Regions from separate parts of the Mus musculus genome. Here all the other regions are linked to region 2. The links are chromatin contacts, called in public HiCAR-type and HiChIP or PLAC-seq maps. All regions are on one chromosome and are shown on one strand. The core of a region is the stretch at or near the end of the contact, and the rest is flanking DNA. Distances in the headings are between cores, read along the strand shown.

Region 1 (4,162 bases), core at 190-2,689, 530 kb before region 2:
CAGATAACAGGTTCATTCTGAGACTGTAATTCTAACTCTATTTTTGTTTCTTTTCTTTTCCTGAGGGTCCCATGTGGCTCGGGTTGGTCTTGAACTGATCTCCTTGCATCCATCCCTCAGGATTACAGAAGGCATGAGCCACCACATCTAGATTACTTATATTTTATTTGATATTGTCTTGAAATTGTGTTTGGGGAAACAGTGCTGAGGTTTAATTTAGAAATCCTTTTCCTTTTTCTAAAATAACCACATTGCTAAATATAAGTAAAAAAGCATTAGAACATATTTAAAATAACCACACGTTCTCCAAACCATGACTTAGATCCCTGTCCAACTTTTCTTTTAGTAAGACTGGGGGGGTGGGGGGGTGGTAGTGTCTGTTCTCTCGACCCTAATCAGAACTAGAGTGCCCCCTTGCGACTCCTCTGCTTCAGTCGACAGGGTCCTCCTCGCCATCGTTTCCTTTTACAGTGACTTGGTGCAAGGGATGCTAAGGTCTGTTGGTGACTCTCTAAACTCTTGACTCGCTTTTTTCCTTCCTCAACGTTTCCCCAGTTTTCTCCCAGGAACAAATAAACTGAAGCCAGATAAAGCCATAAGCTTGAGGAGCAAAGATCTACTCTGCTCTGTTCCCAGTACTGAGAATCAGAGAATTCTGAGTGAAGGGTCCGAAGGGCCCGGGGCAGAAAAGTCAGGGACAAGTTCGGCTATGACCTCTAGAATCTTGGCGGGCTGGCATCCGAGCTGGGAACGTGCGTGGCAAGTTATGTAAGAACCGGCTGGAGAAGCTGCGCGGCGGGAGCCCCGGAGAGGACGCGGTGTTCCAGCCGCAGTCCCCACCCTCCTCGCCCAGCAGGGCAGGAGGCACCCAACTTGGTGGCGAGGAGGGGAGGATGAAAGAGTGGGGAGTCACGAGGGCGAGCCGCCGACAAGGGAACGGATGCCCGGCGTCACACGTCCGTTGTCACACACGTTGCGGACACGAGTTGCTGAGGGCTCCCACGTGCTGCGCCCGTGCGCGGAGGCGCTCAGAGGGGCCCACGTCCCGAGGCGCCACCTCCGTGGCTCGGCCCCGCTCTGTACACTCCAGCCGTGCGTCTCCCGCGCAGTGCTGTCCTATTTAAGGCTATGAGCTCCACCCTTTTCCGCCCCTTCCTTAATTTTCACTTTTTTCCATCCTCCTTTTTTATCACCCGAGGAGCCGCATGTACGGGCGGAGCATGGACTGCTTCCCTTCCAGCCAATCACCACTTGGCTGCCTCTCTATTGGCCGAGCCCCCGCGTGCCGTAGCAAATGGGCTGTGAGCGTCTGCATCTAGAGTCACGTGTTGCCGGTAAGCTATCCAATGAGAGCACAAGGTCTGTGTACGCAGGGGGAGGCACGTGCAGAACCGCACGTGTCTGGGAGGGGGAAGGGGCGGGACCCACAGAGTGAGGCGGAGGTGGGTCGGCTAGACCAGCACAGACAGTGAAGAAGCTGCATACCGACCGGGGCTGAACCGACAGACCCAGGTAAGCGGACGAGAGCCAAGCGCTCTCCGGAAGACGACCCGGATGGGGTGGGCATGGAAGACCGCAGATCGGGGTGTTGGGAGGTATTGCATCACCTGGCAGGCGCGACCGTAGACTGACCAGCGCAGTGCACCTGATGGTGAAGGATGCGAAAGCGGTGGAGCCGGGTGTCTATGGGGCCGGAACTCTAGGGACCTGAGGTGGGTTCTGGTGCGCAGAGCAGCCTCTAGCGGGTGTCGTTTTTAGGTCGATAGGCTCCCTATGAGGTCTGGCCGGGAACAGCCCAGAACTGCAGGCTGAGGGGAAGGTGTAAAGTCGGTTATTCACCCAAGGGAAGAAAGGCTGTGTAGGGTCAAGAGCTCTGTGTGGGCTGGCGGTCTAGATTTTGAATGCGGCTGGAAGAGCAAGTTTTTTTTTTTTTTCCTTTCTTTCTTGTTTCTATTGAGAACGGAAAAACAATAAAACAAAGCGAAAACCATGTTACTCTGTTTAGAATGCCCCAGTCTCCCAGTCCCTTTCCTAATTCTTTGACTCTGATTTCAGACTCCCTCGCTTTGCTTTTCAGTTGCAGGTTCTGATCTTTGGTACTACGGGAGCTGCTCTTCAGCCCCTCTCCTGCTCCTGGACCTATGGATTCTCCATCTAGTGTTTCTTCTTATTCCTCCTCCTCCCTCTCCCCATCATTTTCCACGTCCTCTGTGAACAGTGACTTTAGCTTCCCTTCTGATAACGAGAGGGAGGGCAAGGGCACCCATGAGCTCAGGCCAGACACTGTGGGTCAGAGAGGAGGTTCCAGGCCCAGTCCAGGCCCTATCCGCTGCAGACATCGACCCAGGGTTTCTAGTAACCAACATACAGCACCTCATCTGGAACAGCAAGGATCTGAAGTCAAGAGATCAAGAGACGGTGAACAGGAGACGAGTCTGAACACCCAAGGATGTACTACAGAGGGAGATCTGCTCTTTGCTCAAAAGGTAACAGAAAGCAGAAAAGATAGTGCAGTGGCAAACACCTAATTGGTTGACAAGGACCTGCCAGTTACATCACAGCAGAAAAACCACTGCTGGTCTCAAAGTCTTGTGCTGTTTTTCTACAGTGTAAAGAACTCCAAGGGTTCATACGGCCCCTCACAGACCTACTGAACGGACTCAAGATGGGTCGCTTTGACAGAGGTAATAATCTGATTAATTAATTATATTTCTGGGGGTAGCCCCCCTTCTCTGAGTGAAATCTTACATTTCTCTTTGGGGCATGGGCTATTCTGTTTGCATCTGTAACTTAATTTCTTCATGTGAATTCATTTGAACCCCATCTGTCTCTGTATTTCCTTTACATTTACCTCAGTCCCCACCTCTGCTGTTTCCCTCAATGCTGGGAGTGAACCTACAGCTGAGCTGTGTACATCCCACGCCCTCTAATCACCCTCCCTCTTTCACCCTAGGATTAAGTAGCTTCCAACAGAGTGTGGCCATGGACCGGATCCAGCGCATAGTGGGTGTTTTACAGAAGCCTCAGATGGGGTGAGTCTCCCTCTTTCCTTCATTCCCTCCTCAGTATCTTATTGAGGGAGGCCTGTACAGTTCTCCCTGTTTCTTTTTTCATAGTTGACTTTTAAAATATCCTTTTTTTCACAGAGAACGTTATCTAGGAACCTTGCTGCAGGTGGAAGGGATGTTAAAGACTTGGTTTCCTCACATAGCTGCCCAGAAGTCATCCTCAGGAGGTAGCCGGCACCAGATAAGCAAGGTATGCCCCTAAAGACCAAGGGAGAGACTGGGAGAAGACCCAGGCCCCGACTGTCTGGAGAACGTCTCCCTTCCAGGTGCCTTCCCTTTTCCCTCCCAGGGAAGGGCTGTCTGTCTGACTTGGCACATTACTGTGAGTTTTAGATTTCGTCTCGATGTTGGCTCTATTCTGTTGAGATCTCACGAAATTTACCCCTGCCCTCCTGTCAAAGCTGTCTGCTTCCTGAAGGCTTTTTTTTTTCTGTTTTTTTCGAGACAGGGTTTCTCTGTGTAGCCCTGGCTGTCCTGGAACTCACTCTGTAGACCAGGCTGGCCTCTAACTCAGAAGTCCGCCTGCCTCTGCCTCCCGAGTGCTGGGATCAAAGGCATGCACCACCATACCTGGCTTACAGAAGGCTTTTAATCTGGCCAAATGACTCACAAGAAGATGCCTCCATTTTTCTCTTCTTGACCTCCCCCCAAAACCCTCCCCCTCTCCATCTTTTGACTTCTATCAACATAACTTTAAACCTTACATAGTGAGTTTCTCTTTCTTTCTCCCTCTCTTTCTTTCTTCCTTTCCTTTCCTTTCCTTTCCTTTCCTTTCCTTTTCTTTTCTTTCCTTTCCTGTTTGTTTGAAAACAGGGTTTCTCTGTGTAGTGGCTGACCTGCAACTTGTTCTGCAGACCTGGCTAGCCTTAAACTCAGAGATGCATGTGCCTCAGCTTCCCGAGTGTTCAGATGAAAGGTGTGCATCATCATGCCCAGCTAAATCCACTAAAGCTTCTAGTGATATGAAAATGACTGACTGAAAGATTAACAGGATCATGCCTCATAAAGAACTAAACACGGGAAATGAGACCTTTCACACAGAAATTAAAGAAAAGAAAATTAAATTAAAGTCATTTCAATTTCTCTGGCTGGTG
Region 2 (4,211 bases), core at 293-2,792:
GTACTTAGTCTTGGAGAATGTCTGGATAAGCTTGTTTACCCCTAGGTGAGTCCACTGGTGCATCTGTTTGATCATAGCCTCTGCTTGTCTTTGTGGCAGGATTTTCTCTCCCCCAGAGGTGTACCACAGTCTCTTATTTTTGTTGAACTGATGACTGGAATCTTTGAAAATGAGGGCTAAGTCCTCTGCTGTGTAAGTAAACTCCGGGACCGGTTTTTTGGGCTCTGTTGCCAAGAACACGAGGGCCATGGCTGCCCAAATGTTTTGGATTCCTTAAAGACACACACAAACACACACAAGGGCTGGAAAATGATTTCGTATTTAAGAACACTTATTGTTTTCCAGATTATTTTGAGTTTGAATTTTAGTGCCTATGTTGGATGGCAACTGTCTGTAACTGCAGTTCCATAGAATCCAGTATTCTCTTCGGGCTTTTGAGGCCAACTTGCACTTATGGGCACATATGCATACACAGACACACAGGTGTACAGAAAAATATATTTTATATAGATACCTTGCAGGACATGGTGGCTCACAGGTTAATCCCAACAGGTAGAAAACAGAGGCCGGTAGATCTTTGCACAGTCTACATAGCAAGTGCCAGACCATCCAAGATTACAAAGCACGACCCCATGTTAAAACTACCACAACAAAACACTTCTTGAGTCTGCTCTTTATTTCTGTGTTTCAGCTTCCTTTACCCTTGCAGGCAGGGTTATGGGAGGACAGTGGAAGAAGACAGTGTACTTGAGTTTGGCAGTTTATTTGTAAGGCTGTTCTTAGGCTAGAGGGGTGTGAGCAGTGCTGGGAGATTGGCCAGATCTGCTGTGAAAGTAATGGCATTCAAAGATGAGTAGGCAGAAAGAAGCAAAGAAAGAAATGAGAGCTGGGCAGTGGTGGTGCACACCTTTAATCCCAGCACTTAGGAGGCAGAGGCAGGCAGATTTCTGAGTTCGAGGTCAGCCTGGGCTACAGAGAGAGTTCCAGGACAGCCAGGGCTATACAGAGAAACCCTGTCTCAAAAAAAAAAAACAAAAAAAACAAAAAAAAAAAACAAAAAAACAAAACAAAACAAAAACAAAACAAAACAAAAACAAAAAAAAACCTCAAAAAACAAAAAACCTTAATCTTGTGAAAGATGAAAACTACACAATCTCAGTGATAAAATGATGAGTTTTTTGTTGTTGTTTATTTGTATTTTTCTTATTTCCTATATGAACACTCATTAATTTTGCTAAAAAATTAATTTTATTACTAAAAAAAATCTTCAAATTAAAACAATAATCAACTATATTGGCCACCTGTAGGGGAAGAGCTTCCATAAATGACTCCGGAAAATACCTGCTTTGTCCAACTAGCCCCTTATCTGGAAATGCCCTACTTCACACATGCATACTCTCCTTAAATTCCCATAACCCCTGTACCGCAGCGCTATGCAATAAATTTGGTCCCTTCGGGCTACCGTCGGAGAGGCCGGAAGGACGCTCCCTATTGCTTCCGGACCGTCGGTTTGCTCCCCGCCCCCTCCTGCCTCCTCACGCTGTTTCCCCTCCCCCGCCGTCTCTCCTTCAGTTTGCCTGGGTTTGGCAAGGCGGAGCCCTGGAGTAAAACCTGGGGTCGGGGTTGTGAGACGCGGCCCTTGCGGTCGGGCGCCAGAGTTGTGGGGAGGACGGACTGAGGTGCGCTGAGGCCGAGGTGGACCTGGGAGGCTTGGCTGGTGCGAGGCTGGGGCTGTGTGTGGGAACTTGGCGGGAGAGGAGCGAGCCGGGGGCGGGCGGGCCTGAGGCGGCGGCTGCGGGTGGGCGCGAGGCGGTGCGTGGGTGAGGCGGTGCGTCGATGAGGCGCGGGAAAGCAGGAGGGCGGCAGGCTGGAGGCTGCTGCGGTTCTGCGTGGCCCGGGCGGCCAAGCGCCTGTGCGCGTTATTCCGAGTGTGGCTGCTGGGTGGTCGCCATGGCTTCAAGCTTTTGCTCTGATCACGTAGGGATGTCCGACTTTTCCTCTCTTCGTCCCTTTTCTTCTTTGCTGGTCGCAGACTCCCAGGGCCTGGTGCAGCCGGGAAGCCCATCCCTTGTGCAGCTGCCCTCTTGCATGGCCCTAGGAGGTTTTAAAAGCCACCTTGCCACGGGAAAGCAAAGAGCCGCGAGGAAAAGGAGGACTAAACAACCCGGGTGGAATTAGTTCATTGCGGCTCACCTGTCTCCAGCCGCCGGTGCCTCGGTTAGACTCGGTGTAGTGACAGAGCCAATTAAGGAACAAGTAGCTCCCAGAAGTATCTTCCTTGGTCGATAAGCACTCTTCGGTTTCCTGAAACCTTGTTTTAGCTAGCTCCCTGGTGCGTGTTGGAGTTCTCCAGGGTCTCCCCGCTCTTAGTTGTTACCCAGAGCTTGGGTCTGTGTGAGAAGATGAGGCTCCCCGGGAAATCTCCAGATCGCCTTGTGGAGGAGGAGGGGAGAGAACAGAGTTTGCAGGCTTTTGATTATGAGACAGAAATGGTGTGAGCCTCGGTTAGAGTTGTTTTCGCTTCTTGTTCATCCTGCACAGGGCCAAAGCATGTCCTCCCTCCCTGGGTGCATGAGTTTGGCTGCAGCGCCAGCTGCAGCTGACTCTGCAGAGATTGCTGAGCTGCAGCAGGCGGTGGTTGAAGAGCTGGGTATCTCTATGGAGGAACTTCGTCAGTACATTGATGAGGAACTGGAAAAGATGGACTGCATACAGCAGCGCAAGAAGCAGCTCGCAGAGCTGGAGACGTGGGTACTACAGAAAGAGTCTGAAGTGGCTTATGTTGATCGGCTGTTTGATGATGCATCCAGGTAGGGATTCCAGGAAGCAGAAGTAAATGTCCATCTGTGTCCTCCTTGGAGTGACTGTTGTTGTCATTGTCCTAAGCACTTTATACTTTGGCGACTTCAGTCAGGTGGGGCCTTACTCTTCCTCTGAGTTTGTAATGCAGAGTTGCAACAGAACACTTTTTCCCTGTGGGTAGCTGCTATGTGATCAGCAGTAGTTAGGTTAAAGGCTTGAATTCCCTTCTCTTCCTCCTGGACTGAACTTCCTTCCTAAGATCCCCAGAAAGTGAAGATTGTAGAGTTGCTGTCTTTTCTGTTTTTCTGAGACAGAATCCCAATACCTAAATCTTGCTGGCCTGCAACTTGCAGAGATCTGCCGACTTTTGCCTCCTAAGAGCTGCAATGAAATGATCCTAGCTTATGCTTGTTGAGTTGATTGGGGTTTCATTCGTTCATCCATTTTTGATACAAAGTCTCTTTACGTAGAATTGGCTGCCCTAGAACTCACCATATAAACCATATTGAGCTGGACTCATAGAGACCCATCTGCCTTTGTTTCTCCAGTGGTGAGATTAAAGGGATGTTTCACAGCACCCAGCAAAATGAAGTTGATATTTAAAGCTGTCTTCTTAGTTCCCAAAGCCACATAGATAATAAATATCAGATATTAGGACTTTTGTAACAGCAGGTGGAAAATTGAAGTCTAGAAAATTGTTTCATAGAAGAATTACATGGAAACAAACATTCTGTGGAAAAGCATTCTAAATAGGTACTTTGGAACATGTAGAGCAAACAGTCTATATTTAAATATACATAATTTCCTGTTACTGTGTTGTGTTTTGTATGTGGGGGGGGTTGTTTTTTGTTTTTGTTTCTGTTTTTGTTTTGTTTTATTTTTGAGACCGTTTCTTTGTAACTCTGGCTGTCCTGGAACTACCTCTGTACACCAAATTGGCCTGGAATTCAGAGATCTGCTTGCCTCTGCCTCCTGAGTGCTGGGTTCTGTTTTTGTTCTGTCTAAAGGTTTCTTACTCTGTAGGCCATGCTGGCCATGAACTGTATTGACCATGAACTCTATTGACCATGAACTCTATTGACCAAAGTGACCTCAAACCTAGCTAGTCTTGGTTCCTCAGGCTAAGGACTAGGATTACATGTGTGAGCTCAGAGGCTAGGTATTGTATAAATGTATATACATTGTAATGCTCTTGTACTGCACTGTCTCCACTGGCTTTGATCTTTTCTGCATGTGTTCCAATATCAGGGAAGTGACTAACTGTGAGTCTTTGGTGAAGGATTTCTACTCTAAGCTGGGACTACAGTATCATGACAGTAGCTCTGAGGATGAAGCTTCCCGGCCCACAGAGATCATTGAGATTCCTGATGAAGATGATGATGTCCTCAGTATTGATTCAGGTAAATGAT
Region 3 (4,815 bases), core at 2,230-4,729, 800 kb before region 2:
AAAAACAGAAAAACATTTGTGGGAAACAGGTTATTGGTAAGTCTGTAGGCAATGAGGATGGGATAGAAAAATGAAAGATCAGTGGGTTAAAGGATCTATAATATGCAAAATAGTAAACCAGGTTAGGGTTGAGGGTTCAAAGGTTATTCTCACCAGGCAGGCAAAGGGCCCTCAGTTTCAAGTGGGCAAGTTGGATATCGGCAAGACTAGGCATCTCATCCATGGTCTCTACCAAGACAACATCAGAGTGCCCAGCCTGTAGCATCGACTCCACTGCTCTGGAGGGGAAGAAAGGAAGTTGGGAATGAAGGAAAGGGGTCTTCTCAGAATACCTAGCCCTTGGGTCTCATCAAGACCCCTCACCTGATATCTTCTTTGTTAGGGTCACTTGCTATATAGAAGCCTCCACATCGAAGAAGGTCACTGCCTCCGGGGTGGTGCCAGGACAGGCGCTTCAGATGAGCGAGAAGAAGGTCATTGTGAAGGAACTACATTTAAGCTACCTTTGCCCCCACGATGACCTCACAACAAGCCCTTCCATCCCTTGTCCCCTGACCCTCTAGTTTCAGACTGACCGGTCCACGGCCCTGATGGAAATGTGCAAATGCTCTTCTGACTTCACTGTCCAGAATTCGATTAGGGACCCAGAAGTAACCTGAAAGACTGCAAAACGAAGAGTGAAGTCACAGCCTTTCAGTGACCTGTGCTAAGAAAGCAGTTCTAACAAGGATGTTACTTTGGAAAGACCACTCCAAGAGATCTTGGGTTTTGAAACCAGCAGTGTCAGAGTCTGGAGTTTATGGGAAGTACTGGCTTGGAGGATCAAGGACCTCTGGGAAGATTGGGAGAGCTGCAGGAGAAGGGCAGATTGAGCCATCACCTGGTAGCTACATCGAACCTCTCATTGACCGTGCTAACCCTCCAGCCTCTGGCCCCTTGCTTCTTGCACTCTGTTTCCCAGTCTTCTAAAGTCTCCAAGAGAGGAATGGGTGGCTTTCTAGAGCCAGAAACCTTGCCTGGAGAAAGAGTGAGAAACAGAGGAAGAAGAAATATTTTGTCTAACTAGCCCCTTCCATTTCAAACTTGTTTCCCATTTCCTTGACCTAAAGCATCGTCGCTTACCAACTTTGCTCAGGGTTATTCCTCTATACTGCTGGACTTGACTGCTCTGAGCTCTGGCTTGAATGATGGCCATGGTTACCTGGGGAGGAGAGCATATCCTATCCTTTAGCCTCAGACTGAAGATGTAAAAAGGTTGAAATAGAGCATGTGTTTCTCTACCTTTACCACCAATATTGAAGAGCAGCTAAAACGGACGATAGAGAAGGGGACCTCCACAAGTGGTAGGTGCTGTGGCCAAAGGAACAAATCTAAAACCACAGACTCATAGAATATTAAGTTGGGAATTAATTAGGACTATTATCCAACTCTCCCCATTTTGCAGAGGTAAAAACCCATAGTTAACTGCTGCTCATAACTAACAGAGCCAGACTATAGAGTTCAGGCTCCTCCCCCTCATGAGACTGTCACTCTTCTCCTTAAGTGGAGTGGCGTGGGAAAAGGTGAGAGACCCTGGCGCATGGAGGGTACCCTGAGGTTTCTAGGTGAGAAGGGTTTTTCTAGGTAAAGGGTTCTTACCTGGAAGGCCTGAGGTGCCAGCCCTCCAGCCTCAAAACCAACTCGAAGCAGCCGGAAGTCCCGGCCATGAAGCAGAAGCTCTTCAGGAATGAACTTAAGCTGAGACCCAGGACGGAGAAGCTGCACTCTTGACAAGCCGCTCACTGAAGTCGAGGGTTAGCGTAGAGTGACCGTGGGATCTTCTGGGAGCATTTCCTCCACTCCACCCTGCCCCAGCCCTCAGTCTTCTGAGAACAGAAGGTAGAGACTCAAATGCCCCTTTTACCAAACCCTCAAACTTACCAGCCTCTAATCGACCAATGTTGATCAAGGCAAAATCATTTTCACTACTCAGAGGAGTATCCTAAAGGAAGCACAAGACTGATGCTACAGACATGACAGCCATCCCTGTCTTGCCTTGCTGCCTCCGCCCCTCCCCCGTAGAAGGCAGCTTCCATAGAAATAATTCTACCATTTACTGATACATTCACAAGAAAAACAGAGCATTGCTATGTAGCCTAGGTTAGCCTGGAACTCTCATGGTCTTCCATCTCAACGCCCCACCCCCCAACTGCTGGGACACCGCACCAAGCTTTTCTATTACACTAATCACCTCACCTGCTTTCGCTGCCATCCACAAGGCTGGAAGGTTACCCTAAAGTTAGTGCAGATCAGAGTTCCAGGCAGGTCTAGTCCTGGCCCTTTCCTTCGTCCTGGTGCCCATGCTAGGATATGCTCCCCTAAAAGGGAGAAAGAGAAGCAAAGGTCTAACTATCCCCAATGCTGCCCCACACTTCTATGTGGCTACTCGTCTATCCTTAGATGTAAAATTGAAGGAAAAGAATAGACTTTTTTTTTTAACTTCTAAAACCCTGCATAGAACGTGGCACATATACACTCACTGGTCTTTGGATAGTTAATAAGAAAAGTGGTAGCCGGGGTGAGAAAGCAGAATGAACAATGTCCAGGCCTTCCACAAGCTCTGAGGAAGGAGGCAGGAGAATGAGTCTCAGAAACACTTCGAGGAAAGGAATAGGGAGTATCTTTGGTGAAAACAAAAAAGGATGGGGTAGGAAGACTTTTAAAGGAATCTAGAGAGGTCATTTTATTACCTGGGAGACAACCAGAGGCCAGGCAGCTGCCAAGCTGATGACTGCTGGGCTCCGGCATCCTGTTCCCTGGGTTAGACTTCGGTCCAGAGAGCTGAGCAGGGGAGAGAGTTAATCTGGGACCCCCTAAACTCAGAATCTGGGATTTCTCCAGTAGCTGCCTTTGGAGACCCGCATTGAGTTCATTTGTTCGGGTTCTTCCCCCCCCCCCCCCCCCCCTTCTCTGCTCTGCTCTCCTCTCCTCTCAGGGAAATTGAGATCACTGACTGCGGCTGGCAGACAAGACAAGGAGGGGCTGGTTAATGGATAATGAGACAACTCGAGACTGAAAAAGGCAGACGAGCTCCATAACAGTTGATAAAACAGATACACCCTCCTCCTCTGAATCCTTTCCTTCCCCTTTAATTTCCACAGCATCCCATTCACACTCTCTTGTTAGCTACCCTCCCATTCCTTTTCCTTACCCCCATCTCTGGCTCCTCCTTCTGGGGGGCAATGTTGAAACTCTGGCCCCGGCCCCCCCACCACATTTCCCTGGCTCCATCCGGGAGTAGAGCAGCTAAGGGTGGGAGTCCTCAAAGATGCTGGCTCTTTTTGGGGAGAGGCTAAATCCTAGAGGTGGGGAGAAAGAGGCTGGGGAGGACGCAGCGGTAGCGGCATTTCGGATACCAGGAGCACAGTTCCAGGGGTCTTATTTGAAAGGTGTGTCCTGCCCAGACAGGGGAGGCTCTTTGGAAACTTCGGTGACTCTAAGAGAACAGGCAAGATGCCCAGCCCCTTAAAGGAGAATACGCAATTTTTTTTTTCAAAGTAGAAAGGAAATGGAGGAGCTTAAGAAAGATGGGAGGAATGGGGGAACTGGGGATACCCAGATTCCCTTAACCCACATCCACATTTTAGTCTCTTTCTGTTCGTGAATATTAGTGGGTGTGACGAGGGGAGCAGTAGTTAAATGAAAACATTTTGGGCTAGCTCTCTATACTTTTTCAATGAGAGATGAAACACTAGGAAACTCAGTTATTTTGGTTTCGTTTATTCATGGGTTTTGTGATTTTGTTCATTTTCAGCCTCCTCTGACAACCTAACGGGTTGAGAAGGGGACATAAAGGGAACTGAACCTTGTGTCCTTTTCTGGAGAGCGTGACAGGCCCAGGGGCAGAATGGAGTGGACGGAAATTGGTGTGTCTGGGATGCAGACACAGCACAGGTATTTTGGTGTGCAAATCTCGGCAGTGGGGCGGGAGCTAGAAAACCCAGAAAAAGATCGTGGTATATCTAAACCAGCCTTTGCGCCCGGCGAGCGCACCTCCCCACTCCCGCAGCCACCTATTCCTATGGAAAGCCCAGCCCCAGGTACATGACTCCGCCCCTCCAACCCAGTCACCAGATCTCCTAATGAATGATTCATGTTCTGGACTTTGAAAGCTAAGGACTGGAAAACTCTTTTCAGCTCCAGGATCACATTTCCCCCTCCTTCCCTGCTGAATTTAAAAAGCAAAGATGGGGCTGTAGGGCACTGAACAGAGATGCTAAGGAGGGCAGCTTGAGGGCAGCATGTTTCAACACGGAGAAGACAGGAAATGAAATACAAAATAGGTGTTAATGAGCTGCTGTTTTATTGTTTTTGAGTCTGTACAGAGGCAGCAATCCTTAGGTGGGGGCCGTGACATTCAACACTCCCTTCCCCACAGCACACATCCTTCCAGCCTCAGCTTCCAAAGTTCTCTTTGTTGGCTGCAACTGTGGAAATAGTGAACTAGCATGAGCAGAGACTGGAACAAACAGGTATGTACTTGCTAGCAAGCTGGTCTAGACGCCTGATTGTAGAAGTCCTAAAGACTGCTGGTCACCACCACCCCACCACACACCTCAATGCTTCTGGAATAAAGTATGTAGTAAGGAACAGCTTAGGAACAGGTGTGCCAAAATCCCATGACCTACTTTTCTTCTCCCCACCACTTTCCTCCGAAAGCCTCATTCTGTTCTTTAATATCTTGAGGTATGGGAACAGCAGAATATAGAGGGAATGGTCAGGACGGAGAGAAGTGATGTGATCATCGCCTAACCAGAAGCACAAAGGGGCTGCAGT

Evidence for each region. HiCAR-type assays count read pairs that join an accessible place to other places. HiChIP or PLAC-seq counts read pairs in DNA pulled down with a chosen protein or histone mark.
Region 1: a HiCAR-type map of astrocytes shows a contact between it and region 2, with 2.6 times the contacts expected there. The contact joins the promoter of Ciart here to the promoter of Setdb1 in region 2. A contact is called at or near these places in 1 of 39 promoter capture datasets (hippocampal neurons) and 2 of 115 datasets of contacts at active chromatin or transcription factors (astrocytes and stem cell-derived neural progenitor cells).
Region 3: a contact with region 2 is called in a FOXA1 HiChIP or PLAC-seq map of pancreatic cancer cells. The contact joins the promoter of Mtmr11 here to the promoter of Setdb1 in region 2. A contact is called at or near these places in 1 of 39 promoter capture datasets (pre-B cells) and 1 of 115 datasets of contacts at active chromatin or transcription factors (pancreatic cancer cells).

Annotation. Positions count from the first base shown.
Region 1 is chr3:95,879,505-95,883,666 of GRCm38.p6, reverse strand. It overlaps Ciart (circadian associated repressor of transcription), which reads left to right and starts at 1,439. Exons shown (of 6, transcript NM_001033302.2): 1 at 1,439-1,512; 2 at 2,078-2,486; 3 at 2,609-2,684; 4 at 2,954-3,032; 5 at 3,147-3,258. The coding sequence starts at 2,142. The region is part of intron 1 of C920021L13Rik (RIKEN cDNA C920021L13 gene); the gene reads right to left.
Region 2 is chr3:95,354,533-95,358,743 of GRCm38.p6, reverse strand. It overlaps Setdb1 (SET domain, bifurcated 1), which reads left to right and starts at 1,542. Exons shown (of 22, transcript NM_018877.3): 1 at 1,542-1,679; 2 at 2,542-2,810; 3 at 4,051-4,202. The coding sequence starts at 2,551.
Region 3 is chr3:96,160,634-96,165,448 of GRCm38.p6, reverse strand. Mtmr11 (myotubularin related protein 11) reads right to left here and starts at 3,479. Exons shown (of 17, transcript NM_181409.3): 1 at 3,191-3,479; 2 at 2,730-2,820; 3 at 2,236-2,357; 4 at 1,921-1,981; 5 at 1,639-1,781; 6 at 1,123-1,201; 7 at 881-1,016; 8 at 576-663; 9 at 364-452; 10 at 154-278. The coding sequence starts at 3,256. Otud7b (OTU domain containing 7B) reads right to left here. Exons shown (of 12, transcript NM_001025614.1): 12 at 4,320-4,815.